2 separate regions of the Pan troglodytes genome follow, and region 1 is linked to region 2. A link is a contact called in public capture Hi-C data. All regions are on one chromosome and are shown on one strand. The core of a region is the stretch at or near the end of the contact, and the rest is flanking DNA. Distances in the headings are between cores, read along the strand shown.

Region 1 (2,700 bases), core at 171-2,670, 420 kb before region 2:
ATGCCTTCTCCCCCAGGCTGTTCCTGAGACTGCAGGCATCAAGTTTCCAGACTTCAAGTCTGCAGGTGTCACGCTGCGGAGCCAACGGGTACGTGAGTCACCTCCTTTAGCAAGTTTGGGTCCTGGGCTCTGCTCTGGGCTCCGTGTCCCAAACGCTGCAGGCAGGTGGGGATGGAGCAGTAGGAGAGATTGCTGCAGACAGAGGTGGCCTTGGCAGGATCTCAGTGATGTGGCCAGGCTAAGGTCACAGCAGCTTTCACTATATTCAGCTTCCTGGCTATTTCCTTTTCTGGCCCATAGTTAACCTCCATGTGTTACCGTCTCTCTTCCACCGTCTTTCCCTCTGCCTTTTGTCCCCTTCATCCTAAGCCTCTTGTGGCTGGGACAGGCTTAGCTTGCCAGCTTTCATTGCAGATGAAGCTGCCAAGCTCTGTGGGACAGAAGAAGATCAAGGCCCTGGAACAGATGCTGCTGGAGCTTGGTGTGGGTGAGTGTGGGGACTGGGCCCCATAGGGTGTACCCACCCGAGGCTGTGGATATAGGTTGGGCAGGGGGAGGGGAGTTCACATTGCTGGCCCTCTACCACACCTGGGCTCTGCCCGTGCTGCCTGCCGCCTGCCTGCAGAGCTGAGCCCGACACCTACGGAGGAGCTGGTGCACATGTTCAATGAGCTGCGAAGCGACCTGGTGCTGCTCTATGAGCTCAAGCAGGCCTGTGCCAACTGCGAGTATGAGCTGCAGATGCTGCGGCACCGTCATGAGGCACTGGCCCGGGCTGGTGTGCTAGGGGGCCCTGCCACACCAGCATCAGGCCCAGGCCCGGCCTCTGCTGAGCCGGCAGTGACTGAACCCGGACTTGGCCCTGACCCCAAGGACACCATCATTGATGTGGTGGGCGCACCCCTCACGCCCAATTCGGTAAGAGTCTGGACAGGCTGGGAGGCACGCCTGGGCCCTGCGAGTGAGCACATGCACATGGGTGTAGGGGCTCCTCTCCCTCTAGTGCCTGCAGCAGGAACGATCATCACTTCTGTGCGAGTCTGAGACTGAGGGTAGGAGTGGGTTGACCAGTGGGCGTCCTTGTCCCTGAGCTTGTGAAGCACATGCACTAAACCTGACTCAGGCCTTGGGGGGTCACTGACCTCAATGCCTTCTGTGTATCCTCAGAGAAAGCGACGGGAGTCGGCCTCCAGCTCATCTTCCGTGAAGAAAGCCAAGAAGCCGTGAGAGGCCCCACGGGGTGTGGGCGACGCTGTTATGTAAATAGAGCTGCTGAGTTGGACCAGGCTGCTTCCTTTTCCTTTCCTTCACTTCTGATGCCCCTAGTGGGAAGGGTGGGCAAGGAGGGGATTGTCACGGCCACTCCACAGGGTGGCAGATAGGTTTGCCTGTGTTCAGGCCCTTAGCAGCTCTCTGACCACTAACCACTACCAGTTTCACCCAAATTCCTGCACCTCAGAGCACCTGTGGTTTACACTCAAGATGGCTTTGCACACAGCTTGTACTGATAGTCGCCGTGCTTACACAGATGTGTGCATATTGAGGGAGGGTGTCACAGGTGCTGCAGTGACGGCCAGTCACACATGGATGGCTTTGTGCACAGAGGCAGTCTGGAGCATGCTCTACCTACCTTCACATCCTGACAGCGTTGGCGCAGCAGCAGCCTCACACACACAGATGGCTTTGCACACACACCCAGTGCCTCGTTTCCCCGACTTTATTCAGTGGCACGTTCACAGCGGGGATGGGGGTAGACACAAGGTGGGGCCTGATCTGTCCTGGAGCCCTGGGGGCACCACACACCATGCACTATGGATGGGAGGGGGCACAGGGGGGGCTTGGTGGCCCCACAGAAGCCTGTGTACCAGGGAGGAGGCGGTGAGTGCCTGGGTCCCCCTAGCCCAGGCCCGCAATGGGAGGGGCTGATACTGGGCTGAGATTGAGGGGTGGGGATGGGGGGCACAAAGTGTCTGCTCCAGAAGGGCCAAGTGGCCAAGCCCTTGCAAGGGCACAAGCCCACGCCAAGGGCATGAGCCCACAGGGCAGCTGGGGACACTCTGGACACAGAGCTATGCCACTCTCCCTCTTCCCCTCTGGTGAGGGAGAGGAGGATTCTGGGCTGGGCCAAACAGCTACCCTGTCCTGCCCCATCCTGTCCTCGGCCAATCAGAACGGCTTCGATGTCTGCTTGAAGATGAAGCCTCGATAGGCGAGTGTCTTCATGATGTTGGCAATGTTCTTGCAGTCGTCTAAAAAGGAGAGAAGACATTTAGATCAGCCCCAGATCCTTCCCCTCCATGCCCACAGGTGCTCTTACAAGGGTGGGGGTGGGAAGCAGGGTCAGATTCAGGAGCCACAGGCTTTAGAGAGGGTGGTCCCATCCCCTGGTGGCAGCATTCCTAGCTTCAGGTTGGTCTGGGTGATGCTGGGCCGGCAGGAAGCCTGGTCTCGATGCTTCTCAGTTCCATAATTCATGCTGGAAATTGGCCGGCATGTCCCGCCCCAGCCCCAGCGGTGATGTATGGGCGCCGTCGCAGTAAGAAAAAGGCAGAGTAAATGTGTAATTTTTCCCTTGACGGCCCCCGGCCGCTGGGCGATCCTTCTTGTTGCTGCCGCGTGGGGACGGCCCGTCCGCCACACTCTGTCTTCCCGCCACCCGCCTTGATGTCTCCATTTCATTACTGCGCGGCCATTCATCAC
Region 2 (2,706 bases), core at 21-2,520:
CATCCATCCGTTCCACCACGTGGGGACTGCTGCTGGTGGGGCTCCTTTGTGACCGTGCTGCCTGCCTGTGATGTGCATATTAAAATGGATGTATTTGGGTGGGGAAATGGAATTGTGAGGCTGCAAGCTAGGAGTGACGAAGGGGGGCTCTCAGCTTCGGGTGATGCATTGAAGGTGACAGCCAAGCCGCGTTAGCACCTGCATAAAATATTAAAGGGACGGTTATGCATTTATCACTCCATCCCTCTTAAGGCTGATAAATGAGAATCCAGCAACCTGCTGTACACCTCCAGCACTGGGGGCCCTGAGGGCTTCCAGGCAAACACATTGGATTTTCCTCCTCCTCCTCTTCAGCCCTATGTCAGGGAAATCAGTTACAGAGGAGAGTGAGTTATGGCAAAATTTGACCTCCCATGAGCTTCATTGGTGAATCTAATTTTAGCTCTGATCCCATCCCTTCTCCCTGGGCGCCCTCTGCCCTGAAGCAAGAGGGGCCTGGGCCCAGCTGCTCCCTCCTTCCCTTGGGCTCTCCCCAGTTGCTACAAAGGAGTGTGCAGGGCCCTGCCCATCTCCAGTGCCCTCCCAGCTCCTTGGAAGAGCAAGGCTTGACACCCCCCACCAGGTCAGACAGCAGAATTGGTTGGGTGCCCAGGGTTAGTGACTTGTTAAACTCCCCAGCCTTGGGCAGGGGAAAAGGGGAGCTGTCTGCCTCTTGGCCTCCAGCTCTTCTCTCTTTCTGTGCACAAGCACAGCTGGTACTGCAGCTTGTGGTCATTAAGTGAGCCAATCTGCTTCCCGTCTGCCTCTCTCTCTGGGCAACACTTTTGGGAATACTGCTGTGTATGGTCCCTGGGGAATCTCACAGCAGCTGGGAAGAAGTTCTCTGCCTCCGTGGGGCCGTGCTACCTGGGCAGATGCTGAGGAGTGGTCTCTGCAGGGCCGTCCAGTGCAGACTGGTTCCACGAAGGGGCTAAGAGCCCAGATGAGACATTATGCCTCTGGGCGTCTCTCACATTACCCAGGTGTTTGGGGGCAAGCCAAAACATAAATCAGGAAGGTTAGTCAGATCAAACAGTCTCCCTGAGCCGGAGCTGGAGAGTGTTAGTTTGCCATTTCACTCATCCCGTACTGGAGCCTTCGAGTATCTGAGGCCCTAGAAGAGTGAGCAGCAGGGCTGACGACTGTCCCATGAGTTGGACACATGGGTGTCGGATGGCAGCCACACAGGGTCAGTTTCAACGTGCTGCTCTGGTTAGCTCTGTTGGCAGCTGCAACTGCTCACATCCTCCATTGCTGTGGCAACTTCTTAGGTTCCTTGGCACAGACCTGGACCTGATGGCTTCTGGGCACCAGACAGGGCTTATGGAGGATAAAGCTGCAAAGGGCCTGCTGATTTGACAAGAGTATTTCCCCTGTGCCGGGATGCACTTGCAGAGCAGTGTGAGGGGCTCTTAGGCCCCGGGCGGGTATCCGTTTTCCCTGAGTGTTTACACTGTGAGGTTGTTCCTTTCAAGAATTCCTGAGGGGAGTTCAAAGGGGGCTTTTCTTTGAGCGATTTGGAGAGCGAGAATGAGAGTGAGACTTGAAGAGGGAACAGGGGCCGGAGGTGCCTTTATCTGCAGAGAATTGCTCCAGCTTTCCTGATAGAAGCTGCTGCCGCCTCTTAAACAGCTTAGTGCAGTCAAAAGACAGGCAGACTTGAAAGGCTGTTTTACAGCGAGATCAGCGGGGGCCACGAGGCAGAGAGCGGGGCGCAGTAGAGCGGAGGAGGCTGAGGCTCCTCAGTGGGGGGGCTATCAAAGGGAGGCCCTGGCTGATCCCTACTGCCTCTGCCCCCAAAACCCTGTCTGCAAAAGCTGGCCATCTGTCAGCCTACCCTCCCTGGCCAGGACTGATAGGCCCTAACTCTTGGGGGGTTGGGTGTGGCCTCGCCAGGCGGGCTGGTGTCAGTGCAGCGCATTGATCGCCCGCCGGGCGGGCCGGGCTGCAAGCCGGGCAGCGCGTGCTTAATGTGATTGAAAGGCAGTTAAAATGGCGGTGACCTTTTCAGGAGGAATTAGATTGCCTGCCAAGACCGGTTAGAGGGAGTGATAACGCCAGCTGAAGAAGCTGCCCAGCCGACTTCAGAGAGAAGGAGGCAGAGGCAGGATGAGCAGGCGAGTGGCGAGGCCCATTTAAACTGCGCTGTGCGTGCTGACAGAACAGAGATTGCTGTCGTTGTTAGATATGAAAGAAGTGAAGAATTGCAGATAAGTTCCTGTATCCGATCACCCCCATCCCTCCTCCCAGACTAGGGCCTCTTCTTCATCCTCAGCAAAGCTTCCCACCAGGCCCCTGGAGGTTGGTCTGATGGATCAGATCGGTTACCTCAAATGTAATCTGCTGTGGGAAGCAGTGAACGGGCAAGAGTTTCGGTGGAGACACTTGGCTGAGGGCAACAAGCCTTAGAGATGGGGACCTGTGGTTACTGAGGAGGAGCTCCAGATATCTCAGGCCTGGGAGTACTCGGATTGATATTTTAGGACAAAATTAAAAAGCAGACAGAGCAGGTGAGCACTGAGGTAGGTCCCACTGGAAACAGATTTTTGAAAAGACTAAAGGAAATAGGTATTACTTCAAGAAAGTAAGTTGGAAGGAATTTTTGCTGCCTAGGAGGCACTCTGACCTTCCCAATTCTAGAAGAAATACTTAAGCTGTGTGTCTAAG

The links. Capture Hi-C pulls out chosen DNA fragments and counts their contacts.
Region 1: a contact with region 2 is called in a capture Hi-C map of stem cell-derived neural stem cells, with 2.9 times the contacts expected there. The contact joins two enhancer-like sites. A contact is called at or near these places in 1 of 7 Hi-C or Micro-C datasets (stem cell-derived neural progenitor cells), 1 of 1 datasets of contacts at active chromatin or transcription factors (stem cell-derived excitatory neurons) and 1 of 1 other capture datasets (stem cell-derived neural stem cells).

Annotation. Positions count from the first base shown.
Region 1 is chr1:186,745,376-186,748,075 of NHGRI_mPanTro3-v2.0_pri, reverse strand. It overlaps ERI3 (ERI1 exoribonuclease family member 3), which reads right to left. Exons shown (of 8, transcript XM_024345228.2): 8 at 1,703-2,249. The coding sequence ends at 2,220. It overlaps DMAP1 (DNA methyltransferase 1 associated protein 1), which reads left to right. Exons shown (of 11, transcript NM_001246459.1): 8 at 17-88; 9 at 415-487; 10 at 626-918; 11 at 1,168-1,282. The coding sequence ends at 1,227. Among named protein-coding and RNA genes, the nearest start is that of DMAP1, 7.4 kb to the left of the region's middle. Within about 2 kb of position 1,420, at least 5 of the 24 cell types and tissues checked have an H3K27ac peak or open chromatin away from gene starts, as enhancers often do. A contact at or near this core is called in stem cell-derived neural stem cells, where this site is marked.
Region 2 is chr1:186,329,110-186,331,815 of NHGRI_mPanTro3-v2.0_pri, reverse strand. All of the region lies in intron 8 of RNF220 (ring finger protein 220), which reads left to right. It overlaps LOC104007758 (a long non-coding RNA gene), which reads right to left. Exons shown (of 2, transcript XR_682045.4): 2 at 1-198. Among named protein-coding and RNA genes, the nearest start is that of ARMH1, 37 kb to the right of the region's middle. Within about 2 kb of position 1,270, at least 3 of the 24 cell types and tissues checked have an H3K27ac peak or open chromatin away from gene starts, as enhancers often do. A contact at or near this core is called in stem cell-derived neural stem cells, where this site is marked.